7 separate regions of the Mus musculus genome follow, and all the other regions are linked to region 3. The links are chromatin contacts, called in public HiCAR-type, HiChIP or PLAC-seq, Micro-C and promoter capture Hi-C maps. All regions are on one chromosome and are shown on one strand. Each heading gives the region's core, a stretch centred on a gene start, on an enhancer-like site or on the middle of the called end of the contact. The rest is flanking DNA. Distances are from core to core; before and after follow the strand shown. Region 1 overlaps Ankrd11 (ankyrin repeat domain 11). Region 2 holds the start of Rpl13 (ribosomal protein L13). Region 3 holds the start of Zc3h18 (zinc finger CCCH-type containing 18). Region 4 holds the start of Fanca (Fanconi anemia, complementation group A). Region 5 holds the start of Zfp276 (zinc finger protein (C2H2 type) 276). Region 6 overlaps Fanca (Fanconi anemia, complementation group A). Region 7 holds the start of 2810013P06Rik (RIKEN cDNA 2810013P06 gene).

The links. A called contact is a pair of places that touch in the nucleus more often than the background predicts. HiCAR-type assays count read pairs that join an accessible place to other places. HiChIP or PLAC-seq counts read pairs in DNA pulled down with a chosen protein or histone mark. Capture Hi-C pulls out chosen DNA fragments and counts their contacts.
Region 1: a contact with region 3 is called in an H3K27ac HiChIP or PLAC-seq map of embryonic stem cells, with 4 times the contacts expected there. The contact joins the enhancer-like site here to the promoter of Zc3h18 in region 3. A contact is called at or near these places in 3 of 39 promoter capture datasets (hippocampal neurons, liver and pre-B cells) and 3 of 115 datasets of contacts at active chromatin or transcription factors (effector CD8 T cells, embryonic stem cells and pancreatic cancer cells).
Region 2: a contact with region 3 is called in a Micro-C map of embryonic stem cells, with 4 times the contacts expected there. The contact joins the promoter of Rpl13 here to the promoter of Zc3h18 in region 3. A contact is called at or near these places in 5 of 39 promoter capture datasets (embryonic stem cells, hippocampal neurons, liver and 1 more), 1 of 484 Hi-C or Micro-C datasets (embryonic stem cells), 3 of 115 datasets of contacts at active chromatin or transcription factors (astrocytes, embryonic stem cells and pancreatic cancer cells) and 2 of 9 other capture datasets (adipose tissue and liver).
Region 4: a promoter capture Hi-C map of liver shows a contact between it and region 3, with 4 times the contacts expected there. The contact joins the promoter of Fanca here to the promoter of Zc3h18 in region 3. A contact is called at or near these places in 1 of 39 promoter capture datasets (pre-B cells) and 2 of 9 other capture datasets (adipose tissue and liver).
Region 5: a contact with region 3 is called in a Micro-C map of embryonic stem cells, with 3 times the contacts expected there. The contact joins the promoter of Zfp276 here to the promoter of Zc3h18 in region 3. A contact is called at or near these places in 2 of 39 promoter capture datasets (frontonasal cranial neural crest and liver), 2 of 484 Hi-C or Micro-C datasets (CD4 T cells and embryonic stem cells), 2 of 115 datasets of contacts at active chromatin or transcription factors (bone marrow-derived macrophages and large pre-B cells) and 1 of 9 other capture datasets (liver).
Region 6: a contact with region 3 is called in an H3K4me3 HiChIP or PLAC-seq map of bone marrow-derived macrophages, with 4 times the contacts expected there. The contact joins the enhancer-like site here to the promoter of Zc3h18 in region 3. A contact is called at or near these places in 3 of 39 promoter capture datasets (liver, pre-B cells and second pharyngeal arch cranial neural crest) and 3 of 115 datasets of contacts at active chromatin or transcription factors (bone marrow-derived macrophages, large pre-B cells and pancreatic cancer cells).
Region 7: a contact with region 3 is called in a HiCAR-type map of astrocytes, with 2.9 times the contacts expected there. The contact joins the promoter of 2810013P06Rik here to the promoter of Zc3h18 in region 3. A contact is called at or near these places in 3 of 39 promoter capture datasets (hippocampal neurons, liver and pre-B cells), 1 of 484 Hi-C or Micro-C datasets (embryonic stem cells) and 5 of 115 datasets of contacts at active chromatin or transcription factors (the 230-238 cell line, astrocytes, cardiomyocytes and 2 more).

Annotation. Positions count from the first base shown.
Region 1 is chr8:123,019,539-123,022,617 of GRCm38.p6, forward strand. All of the region lies in intron 1 of Ankrd11 (ankyrin repeat domain 11), which reads right to left. Among named protein-coding and RNA genes, the nearest start is that of Ankrd11, 21 kb to the right of the region's middle. Within about 2 kb of position 1,518, at least 115 of the 459 cell types and tissues checked have an H3K27ac peak or open chromatin away from gene starts, as enhancers often do. A contact at or near this core is called in embryonic stem cells, liver and pancreatic cancer cells, where this site is marked.
Region 2 is chr8:123,100,734-123,103,734 of GRCm38.p6, forward strand. It overlaps Rpl13 (ribosomal protein L13), which reads left to right and starts at 1,617. Exons shown (of 6, transcript NM_016738.5): 1 at 1,617-1,712; 2 at 1,920-2,029; 3 at 2,112-2,253; 4 at 2,450-2,623. The coding sequence starts at 1,926. Snord68 (small nucleolar RNA, C/D box 68) reads left to right here and starts at 2,325; the gene lies at 2,325-2,372.
Region 3 is chr8:122,375,237-122,378,448 of GRCm38.p6, forward strand. Zc3h18 (zinc finger CCCH-type containing 18) reads left to right here and starts at 1,380. Exons shown (of 18, transcript NM_001029994.1): 1 at 1,380-1,564. Gm39270 (adenomatous polyposis coli protein 2-like) reads right to left here and starts at 1,848. Exons shown (of 2, transcript XM_030243895.1): 1 at 1,125-1,848. The coding sequence starts at 1,835. The coding sequence ends at 1,197.
Region 4 is chr8:123,316,747-123,319,857 of GRCm38.p6, forward strand. Fanca (Fanconi anemia, complementation group A) reads right to left here and starts at 1,830. Exons shown (of 43, transcript NM_016925.3): 1 at 1,729-1,830; 2 at 1,316-1,425. The coding sequence starts at 1,807.
Region 5 is chr8:123,252,597-123,255,531 of GRCm38.p6, forward strand. Zfp276 (zinc finger protein (C2H2 type) 276) reads left to right here and starts at 1,599. Exons shown (of 11, transcript NM_020497.2): 1 at 1,599-2,327. The coding sequence starts at 2,120. It overlaps Vps9d1 (VPS9 domain containing 1), which reads right to left and starts at 1,626. Exons shown (of 15, transcript NM_028200.2): 1 at 1,392-1,626; 2 at 9-84. The coding sequence starts at 1,490.
Region 6 is chr8:123,279,212-123,282,467 of GRCm38.p6, forward strand. It overlaps Fanca (Fanconi anemia, complementation group A), which reads right to left. Exons shown (of 43, transcript NM_016925.3): 30 at 1,981-2,109. Among named protein-coding and RNA genes, the nearest start is that of Vps9d1, 27 kb to the left of the region's middle. Within about 2 kb of position 1,685, at least 34 of the 459 cell types and tissues checked have an H3K27ac peak or open chromatin away from gene starts, as enhancers often do. A contact at or near this core is called in bone marrow-derived macrophages, where this site is marked.
Region 7 is chr8:123,041,161-123,044,033 of GRCm38.p6, forward strand. 2810013P06Rik (RIKEN cDNA 2810013P06 gene) reads left to right here and starts at 1,415. Exons shown (of 1, transcript NR_045268.1): 1 at 1,415-2,873. It overlaps Ankrd11 (ankyrin repeat domain 11), which reads right to left and starts at 1,124. Exons shown (of 13, transcript NM_001081379.2): 1 at 789-1,124.

The sequences.
Region 1 (3,079 bases), core at 268-2,767, 640 kb after region 3:
GTGAGTTCCAAGACAGCCAGGGCTACACAGAGAAACCCTGTCTCAAAAACAAGTCAATCAGAGCACTGTAGGGATGTCTCAGTTGTTAGGAGCACTGACTGCTCTTCCAGAGGAACCGGGTTCAATTCCCAGCACCCACAGGACAACACAGAACTGTTTGTAATTCCAGTTCCAGGGCTATCTGACACAGACATATATGCAGGCAAAACACCAATGACCATAAAATAAAAATAAATTAGAAAATAAATAAATAAACCTTTGAATGAGCATCCATGAGGATTTCTAAAAAACAATATTAAAGTTAGCCTTTAAACAAGAATTCATGCAGATGAACTCAACCCTTACTAATTTTCTCTCTCCTTTCTTGAATAGACACTGAATAGTACACCTGGGTAGTACAGGGGGGCAAATGGCTTATTGGGAAACTTCACAACTGGGGACTAATTTTACATGTTATTCATGAAGTCATTTTTCAATAGACTCTCCTGATTGCTTTCTCTGCAGGATTATCTTACAGAAGAGAAAAAACCTACAACATTCTTGAATAGCCACTGGAGCTAGACATACAAACTAACTCCCAGGTAAGAAGAAAGCCATGAGCACTCCACTGGAGGACAAAGCTGACAAACAGCACCTAGATAAGGAGAGAATGTGACTTCTCTCTAATGGAGCAGGTTCTGATGTTCTTGTGACCGTCAGGTGAGATGTTCCCTCCCTCCCTCCAGGGAAGTGGGAAGTGGAAAGGCCCACAACCCAGCACTGCATCAGCAGTCACTAACACCTCAGCTGTTTCTATAGCAACCAGGAAGAAAACATAAAACTCCCAGCTTTATATATTGTTCTCTATTACAATGAAATATTGAAGTCAGGCAAGGAATTTTGACAAGGAACCAAGTAGACCGTATCTATAACATTAATGCTAATTTTTTATTCACCACCCACATGGAACTGATTTTACCTTCAATTCTAAAGTAAATCATTATTCACATCAGGAATATGAAAATTACTTATGAGCAATAAACATTTCTATCTAGAAAAAAAATCTCGAAGCCAGGCGTGGCAGCACACAGCATCACCCCAATGCCTGGGAAGCGGAGGCGGGAGGACCAGTGCTCCAATGCCAGTTCCACAGAATAAAGACTGAGGGCGCGAGTTACACAAGACTAGGAGTTGGTTTGTTCTTGTTGTTCTTGTTGTTGTTGCTGCTGTTGCTGTTTTTAAAGCCGGGCATAGTGTCCCACCATGGGTTTTAATTAATCCAATCACTGGAGAATCAGAGAGAGGTAGGTGGGTGAATCCATGAGTTTGAGGCCAGCCTGGTCTACACAGTGAGTCCCCGGACAGCCAGTTACATAAAGCCCTGTTTCAAGAGCAAAGGAAAAGAAAAAAGAACTCCAACTCAGTACTTCAACTAATCACACAAACACATGTACAAAGAGGCTGGCAAGATGGCTCAGCAAGGACATTTGTACCTTGATGTCAACTCCCAGAGCACACATTGTGAAAGGAGAGAGCTCACTCTCCCCAGTTGTCCTCTGACCTCCACACACGAGCTGTGGCATATGCACACCCATACTCATGCACACCCATATTCATGCATTCATATTCTCTTCTTCTGTCAATAAAAAAACTGTACAACACAAATCAAACCCAAACACTCTATGCCATAGCCTTAATAATCCACAAGCAGGATGGTCACTCTTCCTCACACAGGCAGAATCACAGCTCTTACTACAAGAATGTTAGTATTTCTTACTATCCTCTGGTTCTAGACTATTTATAGAACAGAAAAGTGATTGCTGTGTAACAATGTAATTCACAAGCCAACAGGAAAAAAATACAAACCAAAACCTGGCACATCAGGAGAGGCAAATCCAACCAGCACACCTGCCTCTAACCAGTTGGGGCAGGCAAGTTGCAACACTGTCCTGACTCAGCTAGGCGTGGCTCCCCAGCCCAGTAGTTACAAAAGCACACACACAAAGCCTTTAGGGATAAGTCTCCATAAAAGGTCTTTTCACTGGAGCAACAGTGGTTTGGTTCCTAAGTAAAGAGGCTCTATGTACCACTGCCTATATGACCAGCCACCCACCAGAGCCCAGGCCACAGCCAGTACCACCAAAACACAAAGCTGCTCTTCTCTCCCATCCATTTGGACTATCCAAGAACCACTTTTCCCTTGCATCCAGACCCACTTCTGATCTTGAGTCTAAGTGCATTTACTGGTAGTAAAGCTGACTGAACTCAAGGATCCTATGCACACTTATGCAATGCTTTATTTCATGTTCCCTTCTGCCTTTTCAGGCACTGTTCTACACAGAGGCAAACCCATTCCCTTGATACACATGAATATCAGGAACTCATCAGCACTTTTTAGGCAGAGACAGAAGTGCTATCAAATCCAAGTAAAACGCAATCCCCAGCCTTGCAAAACCTTTCACTTTCAGGTTACCAGGTAGTCGTGGATTTCAAACATCTGACCCACAATGAATTCAAGAAAAGCAGAACACACAGGAGATACATAGAGTCTTTTAAGCTGGATTTGAAGATCTAGTTCCAGGGGTTCTGTCATTTTCTAGCTTCTGGGGATATCTACACACATATATCAAATAATCATAAACACACATCATTTAAAAAAATAAAAATATAAAACTGCCCGGCGAGCCAGTGCATTCTTTTTTTTTTTTTGGGGGGGGTTTTGTTTTGAGACAGGGTTTCTCTGTGTAGCCCTGCCTGTCCTGGAACTCACTCTGTAGACCAGGCTGGCCTCGAACTCAGAAATCCACCTGCCTCTGCCTCCCCAGTGCTGGGATTAAAGGAGTGTCCCACCACCACCAGGCTCCAAGACAGGTTTTTAAAAAGCAATTACTGTATATCTACAACTCTGTGTGTGTTTGTATGCACAGAAAAAAAAAATCCGTCTGCATACTCTGTAATTTAGTAATTACTAATAAAAATATTGACTATGAAAACCAGAAGTGGGAAAAGATGGCGGGGGGGTGAGAAACCTGTGTTTGAGTGGAGTGTACATGACCCAACAAGTCACCGTGTGCCTTAAGGGTGGCTGTGAATGTTCCAG
Region 2 (3,001 bases), core at 367-2,866, 730 kb after region 3:
GTGTTGCAGTTTCAGAGCTCTAACGCCCACCAATGTCACGCAGCACTGCAGCTTGAGCTGGAACTCAGGTGCCGGTGCAGCGTGTCCATCCTGAACGAAAAGCTGGTGGTGGACATGGATGTCATCTTTGAGAGTAGAAAGAGACAGATACTTGGGAATGTCAAAAGAGGTCTGAGAAAACACTGTTTCAAAGAAGTGCACCTTGAATCTGGGCATTCCTTCCACAGACATTTTCTCTGGGCTGGGAAGATGGTTCAACATCAATTTCTGGCCTTTTCACCCACACTCAAAAAAAATGGCTCCCCCCTACTGAGGATTGAATTTAGCCTCTCATCCAATAGGCAAGAATTACATCCTCAGCCTGCTTCATTATGACATTATTTTCGCGCGCGCACGCGTGTGTGGTATGTGTGTGTGTGTGTTTGTGTGTGTGTGTGTGAGAGAGAGACAGAGAAAATATATATATATCATGGATGAGCTCAGCATGTAGAGCTTGGTTCTCTTCTACCATGTGGGTCCCAGGAATAAAATGGCAGCAAGTACCTTCAACCCTCTAAGCTGTCTTGCCAGCCCTTCCTTTTTAATTTTGAAAAGAGGGTTGGGCTGGAGAGATGGTTCAGCGGTTAAGAGCACGGACTGCTCTTCCAAAGGTCCTGAGTTCAACTCCCAGCAACTACATGGTGGCTCACAACCATCGGTAATGGAGTCTGATGCCCTCTTCTGGTGTGTCTGAAGACAGCTACAGTGTACTTACATAAATAAAATAAATCTTAAAAAAAAAGGAGAAGAAAAAAAAGAAAAGAGGGTTTAAGTTGCTCAAAAAGCATTGAAATTGCTATTGTCCTGTCTCATTTTCTAGATGAATTATGATTATGGTCCTGTGATATCTGGCCCGGGTATAATGTGGATTTTTAAATTTATAGCCCTCTTAATTACTGAGCCATTTCTACAGCTTCTGTAGTGGAATTTTGATCAGGAAGAAACCTGGTAATTGGGAATGAGGAGTGAAAAAAGGTTATAGGCATACAGGTGTAGGACCAGTGTATGCCTTGGCTGTTTTGTTGTCGCTGCTACTGTGGGTAGGAATTCAGTATTGTATTTCGTCACACCTGATTTCCCCCCGAGGAGTTAAGTCAGGGCTAAAGGAGTTATCTAAGTAAATGGGGGAGTTTGGGGCTGGAGAAATGACTCAGTAGTTACGATCACTGGCTGCTTGCTGTTTCAGAAGTTCAATTCTCAGCACCCAGGAACTCCGGTAGTAGGGGATCCGACGCACAGCCATGAAACCAGGGAGACACTCATACAAATAAAGTAAAAATAAATAAAAATCTTAAAGTGGGGGGGGAAGTCTGGAATGGGGGTGCGTGCTTCAGTTCTGGGGAAACATAAATTCCAGGCAAATCTATAATAAATTTTCCTGGGTGGACGGGGAAAAAACACTGGATCTAGGAGGGAGAAAGAGTTTTAGGGGTTTAATTCATAGGTGCGCCCCTGAGCACGCCGGAGATACCCACACTGCGAAGTTAGGAACCAGCGAGAATAACCAACCCGACGGCTAGAAAGGCGATGGTCCGCCGGCGGGCGGGTTCGCGTGACGTCACTTCCCTTTCGCCTGATTTTGATTGGCGTTTGAGATTGGCCGGACTCCCTACAAGCCCAGGGTGCTTTGCGGTGCCCGGTCCTTTCCGCTCGGCCGTTCTCCTGTATAGGAGGTGAGTCTCTGCCGCCGCCGGTCCCATCGTGGTCCATCGGGCTCCATCGCCCTCCATCCGCTGTCATCGGCGAAGAGAGGCCGCACGGACAGCCATGGAGGAGCCCGGGCGCCGACAGCACGGAGCCAGGGCAGGGGCGGGAGGACCCGGGACGGGGTTGGGGACCCTGGCCTTGACTCGCCGCCCTCCTCTCCCTCGCGGCCTTAGGCAGCCATGGCGCCCAGCCGGAATGGCATGATACTGAAGCCCCACTTCCACAAGGATTGGCAGCAGCGAGTGGACACTTGGTTCAACCAGCCGGCGCGCAAGATCCGCAGGTATAGATCGCGCGTGGCTCGCGTGGGCTCCAGGGCGGGGACGCGCGTGGGGCAGGAGGTGACGGCTGTGCTTTTCCTGCAGGCGCAAGGCCCGGCAGGCGAAAGCGCGTCGCATCGCCCCTCGCCCCGCGTCCGGCCCCATCAGGCCCATCGTGAGGTGCCCTACAGTGAGATACCACACCAAGGTCCGGGCTGGCAGGGGCTTCAGCCTGGAGGAGCTCAGGGTGAGTGCGGCAGGGCGAGGTCCCTTGGCAGGTCCCTCGGGCTCGGTGGAATGATGACATTCTCCGGAATCGCTGTACTGACTTGATGAAAGTACTTTTGAACCCTTTTCCATCTGATGACACCGAGTTTTCTCGGCAGGGCCGGCTTGGGGTGGGGTGACTGCGAGGTGGGTGACCAGTTTCTGTTTCTGAACAGGTGGCTGGCATCCACAAGAAAGTGGCTCGCACCATCGGCATCTCTGTGGACCCGAGGAGGCGAAACAAGTCCACGGAGTCACTGCAGGCCAACGTGCAGCGCCTGAAGGAGTACCGCTCCAAGCTCATCCTGTTCCCCAGGAAGCCTTCTGCTCCGAAGAAGGGAGACAGTTCTGTAAGTCCTGCGGGGCGGCAGAGGTCCGGCTCAGTGTAGATAGAGTCTGTGTTCTTGGATCCAGCTCTGCAGAGTTGACATGAGTGCAGCAGTGGGAGGTTAGAGCGTACTGGGGGCGGCGGTGACGCGTGCAGATCAGTGGGAGCCACTATGGTGTCCCTGGGCTTTCCAGTGTCTGTTAGTGTTGGGAGCTATTGACTTGGAGCCTGGTATGCTGTTCTAGAGCGTTCACCCTACCAGGACGTTCAGGGGCATCTCGGTACAGAAAGTATCTCGGTATTCAGAAGTGTAAAGAGTTTTGTAACAAGGATCGGTGGGTTTCTTGTCAGTGTGGGCTTCCTGAGGGTGGGGTAAGGATGGCTTTCTTCTGTTCCTTCA
Region 3 (3,212 bases), core at 130-2,629:
CTTTCTCACTGTCTCCTCAGATGGTGGTGGTGGTGGTGTATGAAAAGAGATATACATATATACATGCACACATACATAGGAGAGAGGGGGGAGAGAGAGGGAGAACCTTCTGTCTGACCTGATTGGCAGCCACCTTTAATCCCAGCACTAGCATGATCTCTCAAATAGCTCTCCTTGGTATCTATTGAAGGACACCAATCTATGAGATCCAGACCCCACCTTTATACCCTCACGGAGAGGCTCTGCTTTGAAATCCATACCAGCTTGGTGCTAGGACTTCACATGTAAGTAACTTGGAGGGTGGGCGGCATAGTTCAGTCGCATTATGGAGTCAAAAGTATTCGACTTGTCATGACTGGCGCCTTCCTAGGCGTCCTCGGTGTTTGTAGCATGTGTCTGAACTTCATCCCTTTCTGTGGCCCAATTAATGCAGGACTGTAAGACCAGAACTCCCCCCCCCCCTTATATCAGTTTATGGGCATCCGGGTGGTTTCACTTTGAGGAAGACAGGCAGCCCCTAACCAGTAAGACCAAGATCAGATTCAAAATTTGCAAGGGGTCAGTACCTAATGATCTCCGTACCTTTTATCAGGTCATGGGGGGGGGGGGGGGTTGGACTTCGGGCTCCAGCAGCTGAGCCCCATCTGGGTAGTAGGAGGGGACTGAAAAATGACCCAATCAGTTTAAGTCCTCCCCAGGGAGGTTACACTGGGTCACGGTAATTTAACGATGCCAGAGATGTTTAGCGTCACAGAAACAGGTAAGAGGATCTAAATCCTTCAACTCCAAAATCTTTTTTTTTTTTTTGAGGGTACCAGGGCCTCGCACATACTTGGCAGGTGCTGTCTCAACCTCAGAGCTACACTCCAGCCCCCAAAACACTTTTGGTCAAGTATTGATTTTTTTTTTTCCGAGACAGGGTTTCTGTGTAGCCCTGGATGTCCTGGAACTCACTCTGTACACCAAGCTGGCCTCGAATTCTGAAATCCGCCTGCCTCAGCCTCCCAAGTGCTGGGATTAAATACAGCCCGGCAAAATATTGATATTTAATAAGGCAGAAAGTTCGTGCCCTGAAGAAACGAATGCTAAGTTTTCAGACCCTGGAAGTGTCCACTCGCACTCACCAAGAGCCTCAAAGGGCTTTCCCTTTCCGGCACGCATCCCGCCTGCTCCTCATCTGATCTCATCCCAAGCAACTACCACGAAGAGCCACCGACTGCGCACGCGCCGCCAGGAGGCCCGCTAGAGGGCGGGGTCGACCTCGGTGAGCCTGCGCAGTAGCAGAGCCTTGGGAGCGCGCGCCGCGGAGGCGAGGCCGGCGGAGGCCGGAAGGAAGTGCGGAAGAGGGCGGGGCTAGCGAGGGAAGCCCGCCGGTTCGCAAGACGGCCGTCGCGGCCTGATGACGTTGCACAATGGCCGGCCCCCGCGGGTAGTGGAGCCCGTTTGTTCCGCCCGCGTCGTGCCCAAAGCCGGAGCCAGTGAGGAGCGAAAAGGCTGAGGAACGTCTCGTCCACGCTGCCCCCACCACAGCGGAGCCGTGGCCGCCTCCCGTCTTCGCGTTGAGGTAAGCTGGGCCGGCGGGCGGCGGGGAGAAGGCCGCCCCAGCGGCGGCGGGAGCGAGGCCCCGGAGCCCGGCGCCGCCTCCCGAGCTCTCGGGCGCGCCCCCGGCTGTGCGCAGCCGCGGGCCGAAGCGCGGGCCGGGACAGCGGGCAGGCGCGAGCCCGCTGCGGCCTGGGACGTCCGGGCGGGTGCCGTGGCGCGCCGCGGTCTGCCGTGGTGAAGTTGCTTTTCCTGAAGCTGTCATTTTCCCTTCCGGGCCACTCGGCGTGGCACATGTTCGCCGCCCACAAAGGGGAGCGGATCGCGCAGGTTGGCTCGGGAGGAGGCCCGCTTGGACTCTCGACGGGCTCTGCAGGGAACTTTGAACTCTCTGGAGCCTCCTGCAACTTGCTCTCGCAACTTCAAGCGAGCACAGGTTGGACGGACCCACTGTGCTCCAAGAGTCCCGGGTCGCTTAGGAAGTGTGACCTCCTCGCCTCTTGGACTGTGAGCTTAGAGATGCCATTTCTTTAGTGTAAAGTAGCCAGGCGATTGTAGTGCTAGAAGGAAATTAAACTAAGACCTATAGTCTCGCCCCTACTAGATACTTAGTTTCCCGTATACTTTTGACAGCTGAGTTTACCGGGCACAATAGCTGTTTCAAATGAGCTTTTTCTTGGCACTTATTAACAAGAGTAATCTTCAGACCCATTTGAGGGTAGTAGAAGAAGGCATTTGTTTCTTCTTCATCACATTACCTATCCCAAGGCAGAGGTTGAGATTCTCTGTCCCTAGGCTAGTTCCCATTTCCCAGCCCCCTGAGAGGAGAATGCGAATGATCTGAACACGTTTGAAGCCAGCCAGTTCTGGAACCAATCAATATGTCCCCAAAGCTGAAACTCCTCTCTAGTCGTAGATGGGGAATGCTCAAACATTTTAAGAGCACTTCGGATTTACTTCCTGAACACTCAGCAGGTAAGTTTGCTTTGCTCATCTCCAAAGAGATAGCTTGTCATCTGCAGACCATCCCAAGGAGACCATCTCCTTACCGAAGAGTTTTTGCAGAGCTTAAGTCACTTTGCGGGTGGTGTTTTCAACATCCTGACATTCTTGCTCTATACATGGATGGAGCTATGAATAAGTTTTTTTAACCAGGCATAACAGAACTTAGACATCAACATAGGCTCTGCTCTGCTAAACTTCATCTCCCACAGCTGAGTATGGTGGCCCACACCTTAATCCCAGAACTTGGGGGGAAGCAGAAGCGAGGGGGTCTCTTAGTTCCAGCTAGCTTGGTCTACATAGTGAGTTCCAGGACAGCCAAAGCTACAAAGTGAGACCTTGGTTCAAAGGAAAAGTCGTTTTCCAGAAGTTGTATTTGTGTGTTATCGAGCCTCCTTAACAAAACCTACTTGGAACACGTTTCTCAGTAGTAGGCCAGTCAGTGGTGACCAAGTCTTTAATCTCAGAACGCAAGAGGCAGAGGCAGAGGCAGGTATATCTCTATTGGTTCGAGGCTAGTCAGGGCTACGATGAGAAACCCTGCCCCCCTCCCCAAGTCATACCCCATGTTTGCCCAAGAGTTGTTTTAACCTGAATTGGTAAATTCACCAGGCCAGGCTATTAAGTAGCTTGTAGCAGTTGCTGAAAATGACCCAGCTGTGAGGAGACCA
Region 4 (3,111 bases), core at 580-3,079, 940 kb after region 3:
ATTCAGATATGCCAGAAGAGGGCACCAGATCCCATTTCAGATGGTTGTGAGCCACCATGTGGTTGCTGGGATTTGAACTCAGGACCTCCGGAAGAGCAATCAGTGCTGAGCAGCTGAGTGACCTCTAGCAATGACCTACCCTTCAGTGTCTTCCCTGTAAATGAGATTATCGGTAGCTCATGCCTTTCACTCTGGTTTGGAGAAACAAAGGAACTTACAAATATAAATCATACAGATCAGTGTGTGACAAACTGAAGTTCTGGTGTGCTGATGCTGCAATGGTTTAGTAAAACCAAGTCCAGAAGTAAACGGGATGCTACAATGCCAGCCCTATTGTTTAGGAGCATTTTAAACCATGTGAAAATGCCTGTGCTTAATTGTCATATTTAAAAGTGAGAATTAAATTGTCTGTATGCCATTCTGAACTGTGTTTCAAAATGACAACATGGAATTAGAGCAGCAAAGGCCTAATTGGTTCTCTTTGGTGGATTATGAAAGATTTCAATCACCCTCATGTTTCTATATATGCGTTTTCTGTCACAGTCTGTGTTTGCTGCAAAGAAACAATGTTTATCTTAATATTTAGAACAATTCCAGTGTCTGCAGTGAATGTTTCAGTCAAAGTGTCTCCAAGAGAGGGCTGTCCATCCAATTTGGGTGCAGCGCATGTCAACAAACGGTAAAGTCGGCTTCTGGGACAAAAAGCATCCCTTTGTCAGCAGTGAATTCCTCCACCCCACACCCACACAGGTTACAAACACTGCTCTCTTCCCCTGGGTGTTTCTCTGGAACACCGCTGAGCCATCTCTCCAGCCCCCAGAATTTCTATTGCTGTAATAAAAACACCATGACCAAAAGCAACTCGGGATGCTTCTTTCAGCTTACAACTTGTACTCCATCTTGCTGGGTGTGGTGGTGCACGCCTTTAATCCCAGCACTTGGGAGAGAGAGGCAGGCGGATCTCTGAGTTCGAGGCCAGCCTGGTCTACAGAGTGAGTTCCAGGACAGCCAGGATTACACAGAGAAAAACAAACAAACAAACAAAAACCAGATTGTACAGGAATCAACCCTCCAGCCCCTCGAGTACTTTTCCCAGAAGGAATTTATTAAAGCCTTTCATGAATTATTAAATGTACTACCCAACTACTTTCATCTCCAAAGACATAAAATATAAAATACACTCAGCTCTCCTCCCACCTGGTTTGCCGGCACCAGTTACTCGCCAAGTACTCAGGCTTAGAAGGACATTAAAAAGATTATGATCTGGCTTGGCTCCGAACATCCAACCTGCTCAGCCAGGACAACTTCCTCTTACCTCTAGCAAAAGGTCATGCATATTTTGATGGTATCTCAGGAGTTTCAGAGCAGAATCCTTTAATTTCTGTTCCCTTTCAGGATCATATTTTTGCTTTTTGACTCTGCCCGCTAAAGATATTTTAAAAAGAAAAAAAAATTGCTCAGAAAATTATAGTGCAACGTACACAGGGTGACACGCTGCGCGGAGGTCCAGAGAGAAGCTGTCCAAGTCTGGACAGTCACCTAGCGCTTGCAGCAAGCGGCAGGACCAGGAAGCCTGGGGCCCATGGCCCTAAGAGGACCAGCGCGGCCCAGGACGGCTGACTCGCGGGCAGGGCTGAGCCACGCTGGGATCTGAACCCGGACCCCGAAGAATGGAGGGACCGCACTGGCGCTGGTTGGGGGTCAGAAGGCAGAAATGGCAAGACCTACCCAGCAGCTCGGTCCAAGTTTTTCGGAGGCCCCGGGGCCCACCACCCATGGCAGCACCCCTAGCCGGCGAGCCCGGCATAGCGTCTGGAACACCGGCTCTGCAGCCCGCGCTGCCTTCCGATTGGCCGCGGCCAGGCGCTGGCGCTCATTGGCTAGGAGCATGCTTGACCACACCCCCGAGGGCGGACCCTTGCTCTGTGGCCCTCTTCCTCTTGGTTGTAGTACTTGTCCCGGAGTCTGGCTGCGTTCGGGTGGCAGAGAAGGCAGTATGGTGGCAGCCTTGGTGCAATACACCTGCGCCTGACAACTTAGAGGGAAAGTGGCGCAGAATTGCTAATGGCCCAGAGCTTGGCCTGGGGAGATCACGTGACAAACTGGACCCAGGTTTTCGGTAAAAAAAAAAAGCACTTTTACCTGCTTTGTTCAAAACTACACAGGATCGATCCGAGTACTCTGCTGTGCTTATTTGACTCTGAGGGAAAATTGACCAAAGGAGTTCTGGTGCTGGGGTGTGACTTTCAAGGGTTGAAATTAGAGTTGCTATCACTCCCCGCTAAGCGCTCAAAGTACTTAGGAAGGAAAAACAGCCACAAAAACGCTGTCATTCTTGTTTCTTCCTTTTTTAAATCCACCTTACGTGCGGGGCGGTGCTGTAATCTCAGCATTCCGAAGGCAGAGGCAGGTGGATCTCGGTGAGTTGGAGGCCAGCCTGATCTACCGAGCGAGTTCCAGGACAGCCAGGGCTACACAGAGAAACCCCGACTCTAACAAACAAACAAGCAAACTGAAGGAGGGCATTATGTGCACTGCAGCCACTGTCCTTGATTTTCAGCATTACCCCAGGTGTGTGCACACGCAGACACTAGTGGAAGACAGGACACTAGAGACAGGCTTGAACCGGCCATAGTAGCCAGGTTGTGATTAAAATTCACCCAGCCTGGAATCAGTCAGCAGCTGGAGGAGCCATTATCAGAGCCAGAGCAGAGCAGACAAAGATTGACCGAAGTTTCCCAGGAATCAGGCTTATCTGCCTCCATGACCTGGAGGTGCTACGGTCACACTGGGAGCCAAAAAGTCACTTTACCCATCAAAGAGAACACTTAAAGATATAAAACTGAAGAGAACCAATTTTTTTTTAATGTATTTCTACAAAATTTCATCACTATGGCCAGGACTCGTCCCAGTTCAGGATCAAATGTGTCTGGCAGCCCCACGTTGCCTCTAGCATCAGAAGTGCCCTCAGAGAGGAGCATCAGAGAGCTGCTCTGCCTATTAGAAGATGTGGCTCAAGGCTGGCTCAGTGGTTAAGAGCACCGACTGCTCTTCCGAAGGTCATGAGTTCAAATCCCACCAACCACATGGTGGCTCACAATCATCCATAAC
Region 5 (2,935 bases), core at 349-2,848, 880 kb after region 3:
AGGCATACCTGTAGTGTTTTCCACGTCTTCGAGCAATACCTGGGAGATGTAGTGGATGCTGCGCAGGTATTCCACGTACGCTTCCTAGATGCAGGGGAGAGAATAGCAGTGGTCAGGCCTGCATCCTGCCTGCCTGGTGAATGCCCAGATACAACTGCAGGACCAACAGTGCCTGCTTGTTTTTTGACAAGACTTCCTTCTAGGCTTCAGTGATGGATGGTCCAGCTAGGACACAGATGGTATCTATACTGTCTAGACTTGAAGGGAAAAAGATATCAAACAGAACAAAAAATCAAAGAATTCCTTCCTTCAACACTGTGCTGAGGAGTTCCCAGACAGACACACCTCTCCTCTCATTACTATCCACCACATGAAGGAGCTGAGCTTCAGTCAGGAGGCTCCACAGAGCTGCCTGAGCAGCAATAAGGGTTTCCACTCTGTGTGACAAAGTTCTCTTCCTGTGCAACTCAAAGACTAGCAGTCTTTCCATGTCTCATGAAAAGCACTTCCTGAAATCTGAGGAGAGGATAAGGGCTCATCTGTCAATCTCAAGTTTTGGCTTAGGTGAAGAAATAACATTCTACAGACTCCAGAATAATTCCCTCTGCTCAAAGGAGCCCAGAGCACCGAGCTGCAGGTTTCAGCTGTGTGACCCCTCTGCTCTGGGCTCTGTGACAGCTCAAGACAGAACGCACTCTGGTCTGTATGTGTTTCGTTTTACTCGTTGTCAAAATTACCCAACTTTAATTAGCTCAGCACTTCAGATAAAATGGGTTTCAGGTAGGATTCTGGTCTTGTGAGGGTGCCCTAGAAAACTAAGTTGGGGCACTGGACAACCAGTGATTCGTCCTGTCCTATGGAAGCTCTGGGTGGCCCAGCCGGCTTTTCTACCTTGTTGCCATCCTTTTAATTAGCAGTTATTCTCAGTGACAGGCCACACCCCTTTTGTGCCTGGGTTTCTTTACAAATGACCTTTGAAGGCAACTGCAGACAGCAGCAGCATCCTGAATGAGCCAACAGTCGGGTCTTTTCTAGATTAACTCTACACAGACTCTGTCAAGAATACACACACACACACACACACACACACACACACACACATCTGTCATCTACATCTTGGATGTAGGTCCTTTGCAAACAGAACCTCCTCCTTATGTCACACCGCCTCATCACACAGGTAAATCTAGGCCCAGTGCGAGCTGAGCTGTTCCAGGTCCCCGCAGAGCTCGGCGCCCTTAGCCTCCGGGCCCCGGGTCTCCGGGCGCGGTCCCAGAGCCGCCGCCGCCGCCGCGCGCATCGGGAGCGCCGAATCCCTCTACACGCCCGCCCTCGCCCACCCACCAGGGGCAAAGGGCCTCCCAGAGCTGCTTCCGCGACCCTCCCAGCCTCACCCGGGGCCGGTTGCCGGTGTCTAGCTCGATGGCCTTGTTGGCCAGTTTCATGGCGCTCTGCAGTGGCTTCGCCCCGCCGTCCCCGGCCGCAGCGGCCATGGCGCTGGGCGGGGGCGGGGAGCGGGAGGCCGCGGCGGCAGGGGCGGGACGGGGCGGACGCCTCCAGACCGGAACGCGGAGCGCGGAGCTGAGGGAGGCGCAGGAGCTGCGCACCGCCGGAAGGGGACCCGGACACACTTCCGCCGGCCTTGCCCCGCCCCGCCGCGCCCCGCCCCGCCGCGCAGACTTGGGTTTAGGGGACCGGAGGGGTCAGTGGCTCTTGTCACCTCCTCCGGCCAACTTGCTGCGAGCGCGGACGGGAAGGCTGGCGGGGAGAGCTACTGCTCTGAAGGGTTTCTGTTGTGCGCCACCGCCCGGGCGGCAGTCCGCGGCCGTTCACCCTCCGGGCTGCCCCTCCTTTAAGGGCCTGTCGCGAGTTCCGAGAGACCCGAAGAACTCCGGGCTCCTGACCCCGCCGCGGCCGCTGTGGCTCCCCAGACCGCTCCTCGCTTCCTTGCAGCCCTCGCTTCCTCCGGCTCCGATCTCGGGGAGCCGAGCGGAGCGGGGCAGCGCGGCGGAGAGTAGCGGAACGGCACGGAGTGTGCCAAGTTAAGTCCGCTCTAGCAAGAAGTCAGGGGGCCGAGCCACACCGAGCAGCGCGGAGCAGGGAGCGAGTGTCGCCTACCACCATGAAGCGGGACCGCCTCGGCCGCTTCCTGTCTCCCGGAATAGCTCGGCAGCGCGGGGGTTCGGGCGGCGGCTGTGGAAGCGGTCGGACTCGGGGTCGCCCTTCTCGCAGCGGCGGAACGAGCGCTGACGGGGCGGCTGCTCAGCTCAGCTGGGGCTCGATGACACGCTCCTGCGGGGACACAGGCGACGACGGTACAGACGAAGCTGGTGGGTTCCAGGCGTCCTCGGGCCCCGGTGCGAGCTTAGTGATAATGAGAGCAAACCAGGCCTCCTGGTTCTGGAGAACGCGGGCCCTCTGGAGAACTGCCGATAGAGGCCCTTTCCTCTGCCGCCCAGACAGCTCTGTGTCGCTGCTATTTAGTGCGTAAGATTTGAAGGCACACAGGTGTGGCTTCAAGTTTGCTCTTCGTGCTATGGACTTTTAGGGTAATTGCTTAACTTTTTCTGAACCCCAGTTTCTTGATGGTTAAAACAGGCCTATAACCTAACCTGCGTTGGGAACTGAGTTAAGTGAACTAACTGCTTGTTCCTTGTGCGGCTGCGAGTTTGTGAACAAGCAGCAGCTAGTTAGGTTAACAGCCTCCATGTGCATCACATTAGTGTGGTGTTCTTCAGTCATCTGAGAATGGCTTTCCTATGTAAGCTGTCCTTTACTCCCACTAGGGGCAGTTGGGTGGCATCATGCACATGCTGCAGGCAGGGCACCTATAGATGGACAGGGATGAACAGTGAGTTAGTTTCTTGAGGCACGGCTTGGACACATTTTCAGAATAGGGATGTTAAGTTTCATCTTCGTTGTAGGCATCTGGGGTTCC
Region 6 (3,256 bases), core at 435-2,934, 900 kb after region 3:
TACTGATGGACATGGGATGATAAAGATGATTATAAAGATGATGTATACTGTTTAGTGTCGGGAGCCATCTCGGAAAGGCTATGGCTAGCAGGCGGTCTTCCTGAGACGGATTCATCATGGATTGTGAACTATGGCCCTGTATGCAAGACCTGAGGGACAAATCTCAGGGTTTGATTCCTGCAGCTGATATGCCTTTCCTGTCCTTATTAATATAATAATCCTTCTGCATTAGCCCACCCTGCTGGGCAGATTTTATGCAGACCAGCGAAGATGGACTGTTTTATAGTGATGCTATACAAACAAATAGGTGATTTATTAATTCCTAGTGATGATTCTATAAGAATTCCTAAAATTAAACTAGTAATTATTAAGCCTTTTATAGTTAGGGCTACAACTAGAACTCTCTGATATAAAACCTCACCGTTAACTTACACTAATTTTCAATGAACCTGTGGAGCTAGTGAGAGAAAATGAATGTCCAGTTAGATAACTGGCTTCAATGGAAACACATACAAACATCTCTGTTGTAAACATCTTATGCAATTTATGATTTGAATTTGTTTAAACTTGTGGTAAATTACCATGTGATCTATTCTCCTAAAAAGGTACAAAAAAACCCTAGAAATGTCATTAGGTGGCAAAAGGAGAGGACAGAATTGGAAGGAAGAGGAAGAGAACAGTATGCAGAATGCAGAGAGAAAGACAAAGAAGAAGCTACAGAGAGAGCAGCAGGCTTCTCCTCACCATGAGATGGAGGAGCAGGGCTTTGCGTAACAAGGCAGGCTGTCTTACTAAAGAGGACAGCGCTTTCTTCTTACAGACTCGGGTTTAATTCATTTCGCAATAAAAAGGTAGAAGCTTCTCCTTTCTCTGTGCAGTAAAGGTTGGAGCTCATTTTTCACCCAGAATGACTGAGTTCTTTCTGTGCTGGCAGCTGGGCTTTTGCTCCATCTGCATATGTAAGTATGGATGTGTGTATCTAAGTATGTAGATATGAGATAAGTAGTTGGTTGGACCCAACAGGAGTGTATGTAGGTATATGAACGTGTGTGCATGAATGTGTATATGAATGTGTGTATGTGTTTATGTACATTTGCTTGTGTAAAACTGTTTCCTTCTGTGATCTTGACTCGTCTCTTGCTTGGTTCAATACAAGTTTATTGCTCCAAACCTCCCTCCAGCCTGGCAAGCAAGAGGCAGAGGCACAAGGCTATTGGGCAAGAGAGAGAGAAGCCATACCAGTTATGTAGTCCCCTGCTGTAGCCGCCCTACCAGTTACTTAGTCTCCTGCTGTTAAGCAACAGGTGTTGATTCGCCCAGAGGCCTGCAGCTTCTGCTTCAGTGTGACGGAAATGTCATCATAGAAGGCAACCCTAATCTCTTGCAAGGCCAAGTCTTGCTCCCACCACTGCTCTTCCCCTTCAGCTTCCTTCAAGAGAGGACCCGGGTGGCCTAAGCTCCCAGCAGCTCGGTAGCATCACATATCCATAAAGGGATGAAATACTACTGCATGGATGGACCCTGAAAATATCTGCCCAGTGCTTAAGCCAGGAACACATCCCACATGCGATTCTGTTTCTATGAAATGCCCAGAGCAGGCAGCTCTGCCGGCAAGAGGTAGACTGCTAAGGGCTGGGGGTCTGCGCAGCAGTCACAGGCACATGCAATATACGCCTCCTCCAGAGTTGCTCAAGAGACGAAGGGGAAGAGGGGACTGACCAGTTTCACTTTGCTGTAACCCTCAGGAGGCTGAGACTGAAAGATTGAATTCTAGATGAGTCGGCTACAGAGTGAGACCCTGGACAAGTAACTTCCTACAGTGCTATTGCACGGACATGAATGATCACCATGAAGAAGCCATGGTGTGAGTTTCAATGACTGAGGAATTCCACACAGAAGACGACACTGAGTTTCTTTGAGTTGTGCTGACCCGTGCTGTCACTAGCAGAGAGCAGGAGGTTTGAGGACTGTGTGGCTGACCTTTGGTGGAAGTCCATGATCTCGCTGACAAGGACTGTGCACGCCTCTTCCAGGTCTCCACCACAGCCGCCCAAAGCCGTCGGAGCTGGCAAGTAGCGCTCATAGATTGCCCATTGATGGAAGTCATGTCTGCAATGGTGGAAGGCCGAGGTCAACACTGAGCAACACTTTGTAACCATCCTGAAGTGGTCTCTCTCAGAAGAACACAGTGCCAGTGACTGGGCAGTGGGAGCTAGCCCCAGCAGCCTGAGAGCTCACAGGTGAGTGAGGATCCATTGTCTGCAAGACAGGGGACAGAGCTGTGGCCAAGCCGTCTTTCCTATGCACCAGGGAAGGGCCTCAAGGACATGGTGACTGTTTTAAGTGGAAACAGCCAAACACAAGTGAGGTAGCTCACACCACAAAGACCAGGCGAGGTTCACGGAGAGGCACTTTGTCCATGTGGGCTGATATCTCAAGCATTAGGAGTGTGACTAAAGCAGGGAGGATGGCTGGGAATGGAGCCATCTGTGGGGAGCTTCCCTAGCATGGAAAAAGCCTTCGCTTCCAGCAAAAAGAGGGGTGGGCGGGGAACCCCTAAAACACTTCTTAAAAAAAAAGTCTAAATACGATCTCAAGATAACAGTGACCCAAGGGGTTAAAACTTGAGCCTGAGCCTGGTGAGGCGGCTCAGCTTTTAAGAGCTCTGGCTGCTTTGGCAAAGGACCTAGGTTCACATCCCAGCACTGATGTGGCAGCTGCATCTGTCTGCAACTTTAGTTCCAAAATATCTACCACCTTCTTCTGACCCCTGCAGGTCACTCACGCGTGCGCACACACACACACACACCCATACATATCAAATAAAAGTAAATAATTTTTTAAAGCGAAGTTATGAGGCCTTTAACAACAGCATCCTGTCACGATGCACTCAGTTTCTAGTGCCTACCTCAAGTAACTCCTAGGAGCCTGCCCACCCATATACCCCCATTACCTCAATCAGACAGCCCAAGTGGTCACTTGTTCTTACAGGGCCTATTTTATAGCCTCAGACCACTCATTGTGTCTACTGTGGTTTTACCAAAGTGCACAGAAAAAAAAAAGTATGTGTGTGTGCATACACATACATATATACATTCTCTCAATATAGGCTCTGGTGGGTTTAGGTTCCCTGCATAGACCTCATTTGTCTTTATCTGTACAAGGGTACTATATATATATATATATATATATATATATATATATATATATATATGTATATATGTAGCATGTCTTTGTTACGCTGTAACCCCAGCGT
Region 7 (2,873 bases), core at 165-2,664, 670 kb after region 3:
CACACACACACGCACACACACTCTCGCAGCTACCGCCTTGCCAGGGGATGATGAAATGAGGAACGGAAATTAACATTTCAGGCAACGTCTCACATTGTTCCTTGAGGCCAAAGGCTGCTCCTGCAGCCGTCGCCTACACCGCTTTCCTCCCACTCTCCCCCCCGAGTCCCGCCTTCCCCTCCCCCAGACGCCCCCCGCCGCCCCGCATTCCTGCCCCCACTCGGGCCTGCGCGCCTCCGCACCCCGCAGCTCCAGGTCCCCGGCTCGCCCGCCCCCTCCGGCTCGGCTCGCAGCCCGAGGGCCGCCTGCTCCCATTTCAAAACACGATAATAATAGGGACGCTGGGAATAACAACTACCACCAGCCCGGCGACGGAGCCCCTCCCGAGGGTCAGAGGTCGGCGCCCCGCGCCACTGAGGACCCCAGGGACTCCCGGGAGCCCGCCGTCGTCCTCACAGCGTCCCGGGACCCACTAACGCACCATCGACCCTCGCTCAAGGCCCGCCCTCGGTCCTCACGGCCGCCACAGCCCACCCCGGAGCCCTTCCTTAGCCTCTCTCGGCCGCCCGACCCCCGGGACGCCCCGAGGCCGGCCTCGGAGCCCGCCCTCGGCCCCTCATGGTCGCTCGCAGGACCCCCGCGGCCCACCGACCGGCCTCTCGCGGCGCACGGCCCGCCCCGGGGCACCCGCGGCGGCGGGCAGCGGAGGAGGCCTGCAGGCCGCAAGGCCGCAGGAACGCCCGACGCCCTCCCCGACCACCACCCCCCAGGTCCCCGGCGCCTCTCACCCGGCTCCGAGGGCGACGCGGCTCCGCGGCGGAACGGCGGCGGGGCGCGGGCGCTGCCCATGCAGCCCGCGGCCGCGTTTCCCGGGCCGCGCGGCCCGGGCGGGAAGGCGGCGTCGGCGCGCGGGCTGGAGGCTGCGGCGAGTGCGGGGCCGGCGGGATGCAAGCCCGCCCTCGGCGTGCAGGAGCTCACGCGGGGCCGCGGCGCTCGCGCGGACGCTACTGCGGGGGCGTCTGGCCGCGGACTCCGCCGCGGCGCCTCCCCGGCTGGGGCCCTCGGTCCATCGCGCTCTGTCGCGGGCGGCCTCTGGCTCCAGGACCCAGCGGTGGCTGCGGCGGGCGCCGGCCGCATGAGAGCCTCCCGCCCATTGGCTCGCCGTATCCGCCACCGCCATTGGCCCGCCCCGCAGAGCGGCAGGGGCCGCTTACGTCACGTCGGAGAGGAAATGCGATGCCGGGGTGAAAGGGCTCAGACGGCCCGACGGCTTCCGTAACAGGCACGGGGCGGCGCTAGGGAGACGTCCGGGAATGATTGGCATCCGTGCGTAGGAGACCCAGGCGGAGAAAGCCGCTGGATTGGCTGACCTCCCTGCCACGGGACACGACGATTGGCCCTACTCGGTGCCGGAAGTGATGAGGCCGCGGTCTGGAAACAAGGTTGTTGTCGAAGGAGCCAGAAGGTGGGAGCCGGCTTGTACCGGCTGGCCTTGCGCTGCGGACGCGAGGTCGTGTGTCGCCTGTGAGCCTGTGTGAGCTTCGAGAATGTGTGTCTCTAGCCGGCAGGAGGCTCTTGCAGGAGCAAAGGCAGCCGGGATGATGGCCGCGAAGGAGAAAGGCGGCCTCGGCCCCCACCCGCGATCCGGCTCTTTCCTGGAGGTGTTCCTGGACTGCGCTTCGCTCCGAGTCCCGTGAGCCACGTTAGCAACCGGGATGTGGTGAGCTCCAGACTCTGCCCGGAGGTTTCCTTAGACACCGCGCGCGCTTCAGCCGCCTCCCTTCCCCGGCTCCAGAACTTCACCGCGATGGTTCATGAAACAACAACAACAACAAAAAAAAAGGTTGACGAACCTCAGAGCTAGGCAGCAAAGTCGCATCGTCATGTGCCTGATTGTTTGAATTTACAGAACGCGGAAAAAGTTTAATGATGGTTTGCGTTAGTAGTGATTTGGTTTGCAAACGAGCTAAAAATTCGAATCCCAGCGCTGTAGTGACCGAGACAGGCGTATCCGGAGCTCAGAGTACATTGTTGTGAACATTTCGAGTTCAAGATTTGAGTTCCATGAAACCTTTGTCTCAGAAAAATGCATAAAGTAATTGTGACGAGTCTGATATGTTGGTATAGGCTTTTTATCCCGGTACTTAGGCAGAGGCAGGCTGGATCTCTGAGTTCCGGGCCAGCTAGGGCTACACAGTGAAAGCCAATTTCATAATATAATAAAATATAAAATAACAAGTAACCAGGGCTGGAGAGATGGCTCGGCGGCTAAGAGCACGTGCTGCCCTTCTCGGCACCCACCTCAGACAGCTTCACAGCCACCTTCAGAGGACTTGACATCTTCTGACTTTTCAGGAACTCACACCCGAGTAGAGTACTCACACATATAGACTACATATAAATCTTTTAAAGTAAATGGGACCTGGGGAGATGACCTGTCGGTCAAAAGCACTCACTGGCTGCTCTTCCAGAGGATCTGGGTTCGATTCCCGGCATCTGTAACTCCTGTTCTAGAAGATCTAACATTGTCTAGGGGCTCCCCAAACATGCACTAGTACACATACATATACACAGAAAAAAAATACGCTTCTGCACAGAAAAAAATCTACAAAAAAAAAGTTTTAAGTAGTCAAACTTCCAGCCTTGTCCTATTTAAAGAGCATCTGTGTATTTGTGAACCAGAAAAGCTAAGTGACTAAAATCAATATTTATACTTCTTTGTTTTGTTTTGTTTTTGACTTTTGGGGTTTTGTTTGTTTGTTTGAGACAAGTTTTCTCTGTGGAGCCCTGGCCTTCCTGGAAATAGTTCTGTAGAGGGTTTGGGTGTTTTGTTTTGTTTGTCTGTATAAACAAAGTCTTTACAGAGCACAGAT